Linked DNA regions of Anser cygnoides: region 1 is linked to region 2. Evidence: chromatin contacts called from public Hi-C data. All regions are on one chromosome and are shown on one strand. The core of a region is the stretch at or near the end of the contact, and the rest is flanking DNA. Distances in the headings are between cores, read along the strand shown. Region 1 overlaps FMNL2 (formin like 2). Region 2 holds the start of FMNL2 (formin like 2).

The links. Hi-C and Micro-C count contacts between places; a contact is called where the count stands out from the background.
Region 1: a contact with region 2 is called in a Hi-C map of liver, with 2.0 times the contacts expected there. The contact joins the enhancer-like site here to the promoter of FMNL2 in region 2. A contact is called at or near these places in 3 of 7 Hi-C or Micro-C datasets (granulosa cells and liver).

Annotation. Positions count from the first base shown.
Region 1 is chr6:40,686,062-40,688,761 of Taihu_goose_T2T_genome, reverse strand. FMNL2 (formin like 2) reads right to left here. Exons shown (of 27, transcript XM_066999321.1): 2 at 2,525-2,608. Among named protein-coding and RNA genes, the nearest start is that of FMNL2, 63 kb to the right of the region's middle. Within about 2 kb of position 1,406, at least 2 of the 3 cell types and tissues checked have open chromatin away from gene starts, as enhancers often do.
Region 2 is chr6:40,623,215-40,625,914 of Taihu_goose_T2T_genome, reverse strand. FMNL2 (formin like 2) reads right to left here and starts at 1,270. Exons shown (of 27, transcript XM_066999321.1): 1 at 947-1,270. The coding sequence starts at 1,063.

The DNA of each region.
Region 1 (2,700 bases), core at 157-2,656, 63 kb before region 2:
GGCTGGAGAGCCGGCACTCAGCCGCAGGGAATTAATTGTGCTTCTCTAACGACCCCCGCTCGCCCCTCCAGGGATGCTCCGGGTAGGAGAGCGAGGGCTGGAGCTCTCAAACAAGGCTCCTCGGGGTTTTCTCTCCAGGTCCCACTCCCTGCCAGCCCACAACCACCGGGAGGGCTTCTGCCACCTCCCCATGCACCCTCCCCGAGCTTCTGCCTGTCCTGCTTAGATTTTTAGCTCCCCCTGGGACCGAGGTCGCCTCGCTGCCTGCCACCCCTCGATGACACACTGTCAGGATCACCGCAAACGTGTGAGTGGCGATAGGAATACTGGTTCCGTTCTCCTCCTCCTCCTCCAATTTATTCTTTGGTCACTAGGCCAGAGAGGCAGGGCAGCAAGCTTTCAGGAACGCCACAAAGTGTAAATGACTTCTAAGTTTTATAGACAAAGGAACAGAAAATACCACCCGGGATGAGTCCCCACAGCCAGCCCAGCAACCCTTACAGTGACTCACCGGAAAGGGCATAAACCTAATCAAAGCAGATTTGAATTATTTATTATTATTATTATTATTAAGCATGAGACCAGTAGCTCCCGACGTTTTTTAATCTCACTTTTTTAAAAGTAAGAGTTACTATTCTGAGCCGAATTCTCTCCTTCAATAGTCTCAAAATGTTTCACAGTCAAACGCCCAGGGCCTGCTTTGCAGACCACTTAGAAAATGCCACTTAAGAGCAATTTTTGCTTCTTTTCCCTTTCCGACAAGCTGAACGCCAGCACAGGAAGGTAAGAGATAAGCCTGCAAACTGTTATACTGAGTTACATCCTCTGTCCTTCAGTAACCAAAATAAAGGTGTAATGGCTGATATCAATAGAAAATAGTTGAAATTGGCTTCCACATTAAAGCCTACATGTTCCATACAAAATCCATTCCGGGAAGTGTTTTCGGCGACGTACCCTAATTACACGGGCAGATATAAATATTTCACACACCATATGCTGTATTAGTGCTTTTACAGACACCTGCTTCGCGCTGCTCCGGTTTAGAGCGGCTGGCAAACACCCACCAGGGGCGTCGGGGCAGCTGCGACCCATCACGGACACGCAGCACCCCGGGAAGCGTGGCACACGTCACACACGTCACACACGTGGCACACGTCACCCCCCTTCCCCTCGGGACCTTCCAGTCCCAGCGAGGCTCCTGCCGCGTGCCGCGTCCCCTTCTCAGAGCAACGGGGAGCGGACTCCTCCGACCCCGGGGAGCACCGCGCGTTGTGAAAGGAGCTGTCAGCCACGCAATCGCTGCACCCTGCAAACTTCCCCCGCTGCGCTTCCACCCGCCCGAGCCTCCCGTCTTGCTGTAGAGCTCGGGAGTGAATCAGCAGCAGCTGCGCTGCGGAGGGTGGGTCCGCTCTGCGGTGGGAGTGTGCACACCAGGGCTGTGAGCTCACTGCTGCTGCCTGCCCGCCGCCAGCTCCCTGCGAGCGCGGCGCTCGGCCTCGAGCGCGGCGCTGCGCGTGCACGTCCACGCGCGGGATGTGCACGCTCTAAGCAAGCAGCCGTGAAGAAACAAATCACTTACAGCAGATTAAGCAATTTGTTCGGCGTCTCGCTAAAGTGAAACTCTAAATAGCTCAATGCTTAAGTTTTCTTGCACAGAAAACTAGTGAAAAAAGCAAGCAATTCTTTACTCAGCTTTACTTTGGGGTAATTGGATTTCATCAGAGGCTCTGCCACTGTAATGGATGAAAAGGAAATGTCTCACAAATCTATTTATTATGATGTTCCTGACCTCACAGCATGACTGTACCTTCTGCCAAACTCTCATCCTGGTACCTCTGTGTTTACTTTCCAAGGAAACATCCCACTCTGTCAGTCCCGGATCAATTATTTTCATTAGCCATTACTTTTGAAGTTTATGGCAGAACCCGATTTTGCTGTTGGCTCACAACTGCACACCCTCCTACCTTCTGCATGCTTCCCTTTCTCTACATAATGCAGTTTCTGTTCGCTCGCCACGGCAGAGCCAACCTGTTAATTGTTGCCTAGCACTGCCAAGTCTGCACTCCACGGCAGAGCTCGGACACCAAGGATGCCTCAGCATATGGTGCTGCTTAATCCGAGGGTGCTGTGCGGGCGAAGGGAAGTTCACCATCACCACTCGGGTTTCGCTGACAGCTAGCGCCAGCTGCGACAATGGCTCGTGACGTGGAAAGCCAGACGCTCACTGGATCAACACCATTCATCGGCGTTACACAGGTCAAGACAGACCCAACTCCAAGCACTCACCAGGAGGGGACGGAGGGTTGGTCTGCTCAAGCTTTTGCCTTGCAAACTAAGCAACGTTCACAGCACAGGGCTTCCGTGAGTTGTTACCAACAATGGAGCACGAGGCCAAACAAATGAGTGTTTGAAACCATTCAAACCCTCTGCGACCTCCCCTTTTAAGCCGTGGGAGCGCGCTGCCCAAACACCAGTGCACGCTCTTAACAGGGTGCCTGCTAAAAGCCCTCCCAGCCGCCCTTACCTGGTCGCAGATGAGCTCCCACTTCTTCTCGTTGTCGTACTGCCGCAGCAGCCGGGCTTTGTCGGGCGGCAAGTTCATCGCATTCTGCAGGGAGAGAGAAAGCGAACGTGAGGGACCACAGCAGGCTCGGGCTCAGGAGGAGTCAGACTCGAGCAAACCAAGACAACATGGCTGCG
Region 2 (2,700 bases), core at 21-2,520:
CTACGACGCTCTGACGCTTCTCCCTTCCACCGACCCAGCCGGCAGGTCCCGGTTTTCCTCCTGCTGGCCGTGCAGGCAGGCTAAGCCGGGCCCCCTGGGTGCGATGTGCCGGAGCAGGGCTCAGGGGCCGTACGTGGGGGCATCCCCCCGCCAGCACAACGCCCGCGGGGTTCCCCGACAGGCGCGGGGCGAGATCAGGCGTTTTCCCGTAAACCTAATAATCGCAACATCTCACTCACCATTTGGCTCATCGGCGGGGGGTTCCCAGCTGAATAGGCTTATTCTTTTCTTAGGCACGATAATCTAATTGGGTCTAACCCGAAATAAATCCTGCGCACATACCAGTGAGCGCCCACCCCGAGCAGCGGCACCGCAGGAGCCGGGGGCCGCCCGTCCCCGTCCCCGTCCCCGTGGCTGTCGCGGGAGCCACTCCGGCCGCTTTCGCGGGACGCGAGGGGACCTCGGGGTACGGCACACACACGGGTTCATGCCCCCCCCTCTGCCCAGCTCCTGGCTTTCACGCCAAAAGCGAGCGCGGTGCCGGAGCCCCCGGGCGGCGCCCACCTCCTGTGGCTGCGGGACCACCGGGACCGCCCCGCCAGGGCCGGTGCGCGGCGTCGGGAGAAGCTGCAGGAGCAGCAGGGCTCCGGCCGGGCAGCCCTTTGTGCTCCTCAGCTGGAGGGACTCAAACGCGGCCAGAAAGGAGCCGAAGCCAGAGGCAAAGTCCGCGCGGCCGGCCCGCCGCCGCCGCCCGGCCCCGGCCCGGCCCGGCACAGCCCGCAGGTGCCCGGGGGCAGGCGGCCCCAGCCCGGGGGGGCTCCGGCACAAACCCCCCCCCCCGCTCCCCGCCGAGCCCACCCGCCCCCGGCCCGGGGCAGCGCCGCGCTCCCGCCGCCCCCTCCCCGCCCCCGGCCGGCCGCCCGCAGACAATGGGGCCGGCGCTCACCAGCACGACGGCGAAGCGCTCCTCCAGCTCGCCGGGCTCGGGCATGGGCAGCTTGAGGGGCACGCTGTGCGCCCGGAGCTCCGTCTGCTGCGAGTCCACGCTCCCCGCGTTGCCCATGGCGGCGGCGGCGGCCCCTCCGCGCTGCCTCCGCGCTCCGGCGCCGCCGAGCCAGGCGGGCTCGGCGCCCCGCGGTCGCCCTCTAGCACCGACGGCGGAACGCCGCGCCGCCGCCCGGCATGGCTCGCCGCCCTCGCCCTCCCCCCGGGGCGGGCTCGCTCCGGCTCCGGCTCCGGCTGCGGCTCCGGCTCCCCCGCATGCCGCCCCGCGGTCCGCACAAAGCCCCGCTCCGCCCCCGGCCCGGGGCGCGCTGGGACTCGTAGTCCCGCCGGCCCTCCTCAGCCCCGCCGCGACCCTCGGCCCGCCCCGGCCCGCCCCGGCCGCCCCCGGCCTCCATTTTACCTCACAAGGGCGGCCCGGGCTGCCCCGCGGGGGTCGCCTCACGCAGGCAGCCCCTCGCCGTCCCCGCACGGAGACGGCGGTTTGGGGAGCCCGGCCGTGGTTTGAGGCGCCCAGCCGTGTTTTGGGGAGCCCGGCCGTGTATTGGGGAGCCCGGCCGTGGTTTGAGGCGCCCAGCCGTGTTTTGGGGAGCCCGGCCGTGGTTTGGGGTGCCCAGCTGTGGTTTGGGGCACCCGGCCGTGGTTTTGGGGCACCCAGCCACGGTTTGGGGCGCCGTGACAGGAATTGGGGTGAAGATGCCGCCCTCGTGGCTCCGAGCCTTGTTTGTTTAGAGCCACGCGAGCTGTGTAAGGGATTTTCAGGGAGTCCTCCCGGGGCGGCCTCGCTTTCCAGCCCCACAGACCGGGCTTGGGTTTCGTGAAGGCAGCAGGATGGGGTGATAAATAAATCCCAAAGTTCAAGGTGATGCCGCCTGAACAAGCCCATAAACACAACAGTGTTGCCTCAGCGTCACCCTGCAGATCGTCCTTGTCCCCCGTGCATCAAAGCCGCCCTCTCGCCAGATGTTGTTGACTGACTTTTTTTTTTACCATTTCCTGTAAACTCTCTCTGGACCAAAAAGATCACGACGGTCAAGCCCAGACCACATTAACGCTTGGAGCTGGGCTGCTCTCCGTTCACCCCGCGGCATTACAAACACTAGCCAAGTGGCGAGGTGCCTGGCGTGGGTTTGGAGGAAAACTCTGCAACTTGGCCAAGATGGCATTGACCCATTTGGTGACCCCGCTGCATTGCACTGATACCTCCATCTGAGGCCTGATTCCTTCCCTGCCGCACACCTGGCAATCCGAATCCCTGTTTTATATTAGCATTCGATTGCCCTTCCAAAGAGGAATGAATTTCACCGAGCCTCACCGTCACGAGGGCACACTCACTGACTCCTGGCCCATTCTTGCTTTGGCATCGCGGAGTAGGGGTTTGCATATGCATCGCTTTGGTGCACGGTGCTGTGCCAGCTCGCAATTATGAATAAAATTGAAAACATCATTAAAGGCTTTCAGCCATTATGTGCGAAGTTCTGCATTTCTGCTGCCAGCTAGTTCAGGAAAGTCAGTGAATCTCATGAATCAAATTACACGAGGATTCACTAGCGCTGTTACCTGGCAGGCAGCAGTAAATGTACCGGTGTGCTCTGCAAAGGGGTTTGGCCAGATCCATCAGTTTCTGCTGGGATATGGGATATTTTTGGCTTTGCCTGGTAGGAGTTGGTAACTATCCATGTGGAGATTCATCTGGGG